2 separate regions of the Mus musculus genome follow, and region 1 is linked to region 2. Evidence: chromatin contacts called from public Hi-C data. All regions are on one chromosome and are shown on one strand. Each heading gives the region's core, a stretch centred on a gene start, on an enhancer-like site or on the middle of the called end of the contact. The rest is flanking DNA. Distances are from core to core; before and after follow the strand shown. Region 1 overlaps Zfp451 (zinc finger protein 451). Region 2 holds the start of Bag2 (BCL2-associated athanogene 2).

Region 1 (3,792 bases), core at 591-3,090, 35 kb after region 2:
GTTTGGAAATATCCTTGAGGTAAATGGTTGGCTACAACTTCCACGTTCAACAGAAGTGTATAGGGTCTAGGTGTAGGTGCACATGCCTATAGTCCCAGCTACCTGAGAAGTGGTGAGAAGCTTATCCAAGATCATGCTTTAGATACATACCAACCTGGGCGATACAGGAGGTATATGAAAAAACTAAGAATTAAGATAAGCGACTTACAGATAGAAGGCTGGCTTACTGGCTCATCTTGAGAAAATATTTTCAGTTTTGAGACCAAGTACCATTGTCATTTTAAAGCAAAACCTATTTGGCCAACACCAATTAGTATTATTTTTGTTTACTTAAATGTGTCTTTCTAGTATATGTTTTGTTTTAAAAGAGACTAGTTCCTATTATGATCTTCTTGTTAAAGTCTCCAACTCCTAGCTCCAGTGTAAAAGCATTTTATTCACGTGGACTAACTGTTGTCTCTGAGGCTTACTGCATGTCTGCTAACCCAGACCTAGTCCTAGAAGCTTCTATCCTCCATATAATCTTAGCTAGGCCTAGAATGTTTTTAGCCTTGACACTTACTCCTGAATAAGCTCATCCTTTCTTGTTCTTTCTGAACTCTGGCTGATTCAACTCAGCTATTCTGGCTCAAAATGCCTCTTCCATGCTGATTCAATCTGACTTCTCTCAGCCTCTCTTGAATTGTTCTGCTTTGCCACAGACTAACCCTGACACTATGTTCTAAATCTTCTGGGTCATTCTCCTTCTCCAGCTCCTTCTCCCGTCACCTGTGTCTAGGCTTGTTCTCTCTTCTCTGCCACCTGTCTCTGTACCACTGTCCCAGTAAAACTGCCTCTTTCCCTCCTGTTCTCCTAAGTAGCCTTCCCTTCCTCCCTCTTCTCGTGAGAGCTGGGTATGGCCTGTTCTGGTGCACCCCTCTGATTTGTCACTTTGTCTGTAGTGACACCTGACACACAGGAGATTGGGAAGATTCCCTGAAGCAAAAGCATCACCAATCAAAGCCTTCATCACTACCATTCTAAAGCTCCAAGGTCTGTTTGCAACCCCAAAGTTCTGGGGACAAGAAGCCCCTTTTTGCCCAATTTGTGATTTAAGCCTCATCCCAAAGAAACAGTTTGAAAGGCAGCAAGTTAGCCGGGCGTGGTGGCGCACGCCTTTAATCCCAGCACTCGGGAGGCAGAGGCAGTCGGATTTCTGAGTTCGAGGCCAGCCTGGTCTACAGAACGAGTGCCAGGACAGCCAGGGCTACACAGAGAAACCCTGTCTCAAAAAACCAAAAAAAAAAAGAAAGGCAGCAAGTTTTCTCAAGAATTTTATATCAAATACAGATAAAGCAGGAGATAAACACAATGCAGTACAATATAGAGTCACGATCCCCAGCAATAATTCTGAAACCAAGAAACCCTCTTTTTACAAAGCCATCTCCCTCACACTCGAGTTGTTCACAAATACAAAGTACACAGATTATCTGCTTTATATAAACAACATCAAAAACAAACATGCAGATATACCTCATTCTGTTCTGCATACCACTAAGGAAGCCGGTACCACCAAACCTGTTAAATAAGATCCTATCTGTGGCGTCTTTTGAGCAAAACTGTTAGTATCTATAATTTTTCTAATGACAGACCCTCTTAGCACAGGAAACACGTATGTATGTTCAGTTTATACAACTTTGGGATTTAAGAAGGAATTTCTAACTATCTTTGAATACGTAAAACTGATAAAGGAGAGTTACTTCTCAACCCTGAGTGCCACTGAGATGACTCTAACAGAGACAAGGAGGGGTGGGGAGAAAGCAAGCCAGGAAGAAAAGACAGGGAAAAGAGTATGCAGGACTAGGCACAGTGACTCATGCCAGTGACTCCCACACTCAGGAGGCTGAAGCAGAAGGACCACTGCCTGGGCTATAGAGTGGACCCTGTCTCAAAAAGGTAAAGGCTTGGAATGTATGAACTGGTAAGCTGCTTACCTGCTTATCTGCTTATCTACCATGAACAAAGCCCAGGTTTGAGCCCCAGCACAGCATAAACCAAGCATGATGGCTCATTCTGTTACCCTAGCACTCAAGTGGAAGTAGGAGAATTAAAAAAAAAAAATCTAGATCCTCAGCTATACAGTGTGTTCAAAGCCAGCATGGGCTACACGAGATCCTATATCAGGGAAAAGTAGTAATAAAAAGAAAAAAAGTGGTTGGGGTTACCAAAATTACCACGAGCACCAGGTTTACAGTTCCTATACACACACATGTCAATTACAACAGTCTTACAAATGTTCATTTTCTCCAAGTCTACCTGGAAACTTCCTAAGTCAACACTAAGAGATATCAGCCACATGTAGCTGCTCTGAGGAAGGGACCCTGTGCAGCAGTAGCCACAATGGACAACCATATTGTTTGTCTCCAGTGCTTTCGCTCCAATAGTCCTAAATTCTCTCTCACGATTTATGCTGCCCTAGACCGGAAAGGCAATGCCAAGATATTTCTTTGAGCTTAAAATATTTTAGATATCTGCCGCAGACAGAGTATAAAACAATTTCTGGATTACTTCCAAAACCTCCATTGAAACACTACTTTGAGTCATAAGAACCAAAACATTTTCATGTATAACTTACCATTTCTGCAGTTTAACTTTCTCCATTTCTGTCCCCTAACAGCTGTTCTTAACCATTCTGAAGCCAGGCACATTCAAGGCCATCTCACCCATGCAGGAGTCAGCTCTTCCCCCTAAAGGAATGGCTGTTTCTCCAGCAGACCAACTACACTGACATCCGGAAAGCTCAGGTGAGATGGTTGGTAGAAAAGCTGACTCTCCAGCTGGCCTTCTCATCCAACATCACCACAAGTTTTCCTCCGAATTTAGTAGTTTCTACAGTGTACTGGCATTTGCCTCGATCAAGAGAATACCTGGTTCTCTCCTGGTTTTAGTTCTGAGACAGGGTCCCAGGGGAGATCATAACCAGCCCTCAGTAAACCCATACCTTTCTTGGCCCTTGCCTGCACACAGTGGGTACTGAAGGCTGAGTACCGGTGGGCTGCCCATTCCCAATGGACGACTTCATACAATGGGAAATGTTTGTAAAGAGCCATTAAGTTGGCCCGGGTGGGGTGGGGTGGGGGTAGGCTCAGAATAGCAGGAGGGTGAATAGGATCAAGATGCATGGCATGCATGTAACACATCTTTAAAGAAAAGTATGCATCTGTTTATATCCAATATCATCCTATTCATAGAAAATCTCAGAATGCGGAACGTCAAAATTAGTTATAAAATTAAATCTGCAGTGGGCTTTATTGTTTTTCATAGTATTCCAGTCATTACTTTATACTTAGCTGTCCTGGAAGTCACTATTTGGACCAGCCTGTGTCTGCCTCCCAGTGCTGGCATGTAAAGGTATGTGTCACCATACCCAGTTAGTACCTTAAAGTAGGGAAACTGAGGCTGAGACAGTAGATGACTTGCTAACAGTGAGGTCAACGCCTTTAGCCTCTTAAAAAAAAAAAAAAAAATCAATCCCCTGCACCATTCTACCTTTGTTTCACTAAACAAAAATGGTACAAAAAAAGCAGGCAGTAAGAATCATGACCAGAACGACCAGCTATGGGAGTGGACTGCGAGTGCCCTGTTGAACAGAAGGCGTGAGCACTCTAAGACCAGCCTTAGTCCAGAACAAGGACACCTCAACAGAAGAGTGAGGAAGATGTGGCTCATCTGACAAGGACCAAGTACCAAGAGTGCATGTACAGCCATGACAGAAAAAGATTTGTCTACAGAGATATGGCAGCACGTGACCTG
Region 2 (4,081 bases), core at 993-3,492:
GCTTCAAGTTCTCATCTGTACAATACAGATAACGGTAACTCCCACAGAGACACGCGGCCTAGCCTACAGACTAATGCTAACGTGGATTATTTACAACCACTGAAAAGTACAGTATTTAGCCTCAGCATGTGCAGAGTCCCCATAGAACTGGTCATGAAAATCAGGAAAGGACAGGATTATCTTTTTAGAGAAAGCACCACAGGAAAGGAGATGTAGTAAAAAAAAAATTTTTTTTAATGTAAGGATATTTTAATGTAAAAATGTTTTTAATTGTAATATTATAAGCCATTAAAAACCAATGGCACCCTTTACCAGCTTGTAAAACTGGGCTAAACATTTAAAAGCATTTTCAATGCCCGGAAGATCAGTGCATCCTGCAGGACAGAAAGCCTTGGGTGTGGTTTCAGTCTTACAAGGGAGCAGGCTTTTGCTGTTCACAGAACCCATTCACCTGAATGGAAGATGCGCACTGGCGACAATCCAGTGATTTCCGGTAGTACCCCGTCCACTGTTGTCCTCAGACGTGTACACTAAGAAAGCTAGGGGGAAGTCACAGGAGCATCGTCCCCATTTTTAAAAAGTCTAATTTTGAATACTGTCATGCTCTGTGGCACTGTCCAGATGGCTTCTAAAAAGGGCCCCTAAGCCTTACCAGGCAGCATCTCTTTCTATTTCTTTGCCCCTTCTGACACACTTACTTCTAAGTGCTCATTACATTTTTAAGGGAGAAACAAGACTTACAGAACTCTGCAGTTACTGGTAAAGGCCTTGAACCATTAAACACAGAAATAAAACCCCTTCAGCGCAACTGTTAATAAGTAACGTAATTTAATCGCTTATGTTTGGTAGTCAGGATTCCTTTGATAGTAATCAGACACTAGAATGTCTATGCAAACTCCAGACTTTCAAGAGGCCCCCAGGAGAAGAGCAAGGACTCGGCACACAGGCTTGATTAAGTAAAGGTTCAGAACAATGACTCAGCTTGAAGAGTCACAACTTCCTGAACCCTTTCAAGAAAAAAAATCGGAGCAGTTGGGAATATACTGTCAAAGGTTAGAGCCTACCTCGCACAAGGAAACATTCTCGCCCCCTTTCACAGCGCAGGTCCCTTTGTCTCCCGGAGTTGGGGGATATAGGGTTCAGGTTTCTTTTGTGGCTACTCCACAGTCAGTGAAAGTTTTCTCACCTTCTGGCTCTTTTCTCCTAATAGTAACAGTAATGAGCGCCTCCCGTGTAACGAACACTGCTTGCATTTTTTTTTTCCTGTGCAGACACACTTCCCTGTGTTTGGTGGCTGCGTGGAGGGAGATTCATCTCCCTCTTATAATTTTGGGTCATAGTGTTCTGCTTACGCAGAACCCGGAGAAAACTAGGGAACAACGTGTGTGTCAGGGCATCTTGATAAGATTTTCATGGAACACCTGCACATGATCAAAACTTGCACAACTTTGAAGACATTAACATTTCCACCAGATACATAAGGCTCACGTGGTTAAAGCCAACCAAGTGTTCACAGCATTCGTTAGTAGTATTCATGAGTTAGAAATTTTACGACAAGGCTGTCCCCGTGTCAGAATCTTAGGGAGAGTGTGACTCCTGCCTTTGGTGTTTTCGGGCCTGCGATTGGCACTTCCAAGGTGTCAGCCGTGTCTTCTAAATGTACAACAAACACGGACAGACTGCAGAGGGCATTGCACGTGGTTGAGAGAATGAAGGATGGTATCCAACTTCGGTGTACCTCGCGCGGTCTCTCATGAGTCCGATTCTCGATGATCCCCAGGAGGGGCCGTCCTGGATACTACCACCCCCCCCTCCCTTACACTTGTATTACTATGAAGTGATCTGGGGCAAAGAAACTTACTCCAGTGTGGGGTGAGGGGGGGGGGGGCACACCAACCTGCTGCCTCCCTCCTGGAAGCAGAAAAGTTAAAGGCAGAGGGGGACCGCGCAGAAGATTCTGGAAGTTCTGCAAGCCGCACTCGCTCGCCAGTCTGCCGGGCCGGGGGAGGGGAGCCCAACCGGAGCGCGCCCCCGCCCGCGCTCGCCCCTGTGCGCGCCCCGCGGCCCTCACCTGAGCTCCAGCTGGTCCAGACTCTCCAGCAGGCGGCTGGAGCGGTCGGCCATGGAAGACGAGCGGCAGAAGCGGCCCTCGTGGGCCTTGGCGCTGATCTTCGCCTGGGCCATGAGCTCCGGGGGTCCTCGGCGTCCGCGGGCAGCAGTGGCGCGAGCCGCACGTCGCCGTCACCACGGGCGCCGCTGACGCGGACGGCACCGCCCCCACCTCCCCGGCTCTCCACCCCCGAGGCCGTGCGGCCAAACAAGGGCAGGCGCGGTCGCAGCCGCGGGCACGCCAGGGTGGGGGACCCTGCCCCGGCGCCCAGGGCCTCGGCCGGTCCTCCCAGCACCCACGGTTCACAGCAAGGACGAAGTGGGTGCAGCCCGTGAGAAGAGGAGACAATCCAGTGCACCCTAGGGCAGTCTCTACTTGTTCGACCTGTCCGGTGACCAGGCAGGCTCGGGAGAGGACAGGGAAAGCCTAGACCACAGGCTCCAAATAAGGAGAAGCCAAGTGGATCCGTGTTGTCTCCCCTTTCCAATGAAAGGATTATTACTATCACACATAACTTGTTTAAACCCTCTGCGAATGATATTCAGTAGGCTTAGATGTCAGAAGCTGCAGAGGTCAGTAGGTCTGAAATACGAAGCCGCATCTTAAAGTTGTGTTTTGTCCTCTCAGTGTACAGGGTACAGAAAATGGGAAACAAAGTACATTTACATCCTTTACCCAGAACTCAAAGCCATTAGATTACTGAACAGAGACAAGCCCCTTAAGTACAGTTTCTAATCCTGTCCCCACCACACCCCGAACACATCTTAATACTAATAAACGGTGGATTATCTTGGCTTCATTAAACACTGTCATCTCACGATACAACCGTGAAATCTGAACATTTTGTGGACATCTTGAAAGTCTGAACTTGGGCAGGTCTCAGGTCTAATGCTCCTCTGGAGGCTGACAAGTTGTGTAACGTGGGCCAGGGTGGATTCAAGGCTAGGCTGGGTAGCTTCAGCAAGTGTCAAAGGAAAAATAAAAGTGGCCGCAGACATAGCTCTGTTAGGTTGGCAACGAGGCCAGGCAGATGTGGTGGTTTGAATGAGATGCCATCTGTGCTCTCTAGCACTTGAACACTGGGGAGGCCTGGGTGTGGCCTTGCTGAAGGAAGTGTATCACTCCCCGTGGGCAGGTTTCAGAAGACCAAGCTATTCCCAGTGTCTCTCTGCCTCTGCTTGGGTTTGAGATCTGAGTGCTCAGGACATGTCTCTGCAGCCATCATAGACTCAGACCCTCTGTATCTAAGTCCAATTAAATGCTTTCTTTTACAAGTTGTCTTGGTGGAGGTGTTTTATCACAGCAGTAGGAAAGTAACTAAAATGGCAGGGATCTTCATATGTTTGTTTAAATGTCTCCACACGTTGAACACGCACAGAGGCATCTCCAGTCTAAGTTACTACGGATATGCTCCTGTCTAATGACACGCCTATGCTCTTTTCCTTATATAAATTATGACTTTAAACTGAGCATGCTTTGGAATAGGCATGTTCCTTCATGAATATGTACAGGATTCCTGAAAGAAAAAAAAAAAAAATCCCTCAGTGCTACCTGAGCTTGTGGAGAGCTTTGCTTTGGTAATGGCTCTGGAACTCTTCCTGCCTGGTGCAGGTTGCAAATCTTTGTCTTTTGCATCCTGGCGGTGCCTAGTTTGGCTTCACAATCAGCAAAACAGGTAATCTTTAGTCACCTAGCCTAGAATCACCCTGGGCTCTTTCACTCTTGTATCCTAGATACAATCCATGAATAGGTACCAGTTCTACCTTCAGAATCCTCCTTGATCCCACCGACTCGTCCTTACCTGGATGACTGCAGAGCCCCGTGTGCTCTCTCACATGTGTCTTAAAGAGCCTCTCCCATCAACACAGCATTCAAGCACAGTAGGCTGTACCATAAGCTCTCCCAAACCTCCAGTGGCTCATCAGGGTAAACAAGGCAGCATCTCTCAAAGTCAGGGGCCATCTTGTAAGC

Evidence for each region. A called contact is a pair of places that touch in the nucleus more often than the background predicts.
Region 1: a Hi-C map of the C2C12 cell line shows a contact between it and region 2, with 2.0 times the contacts expected there. The contact joins the enhancer-like site here to the promoter of Bag2 in region 2. A contact is called at or near these places in 19 of 39 promoter capture datasets (the 3T3-L1 cell line, 3T3-L1-derived adipocytes, the C10 cell line and 12 more), 1 of 15 datasets of contacts at CTCF or cohesin (CD8 T cells), 28 of 484 Hi-C or Micro-C datasets (3T3-L1-derived adipocytes, the 63-12 cell line, the AML12 cell line and 20 more), 6 of 115 datasets of contacts at active chromatin or transcription factors (the 230-238 cell line, CD8 T cells, the SCID.adh cell line and 1 more) and 4 of 9 other capture datasets (adipose tissue, embryonic stem cells, liver and 1 more).

The regions. Positions count from the first base shown.
Region 1 is chr1:33,790,836-33,794,627 of GRCm38.p6, forward strand. The region is part of intron 3 of Zfp451 (zinc finger protein 451); the gene reads right to left. Among named protein-coding and RNA genes, the nearest start is that of Zfp451, 22 kb to the right of the region's middle. Within about 2 kb of position 1,841, at least 18 of the 459 cell types and tissues checked have an H3K27ac peak or open chromatin away from gene starts, as enhancers often do. A contact at or near this core is called in the C2C12 cell line, embryonic fibroblasts and muscle stem cells, where this site is marked.
Region 2 is chr1:33,755,508-33,759,588 of GRCm38.p6, forward strand. Bag2 (BCL2-associated athanogene 2) reads right to left here and starts at 2,243. Exons shown (of 3, transcript NM_145392.2): 1 at 2,072-2,243. The coding sequence starts at 2,184.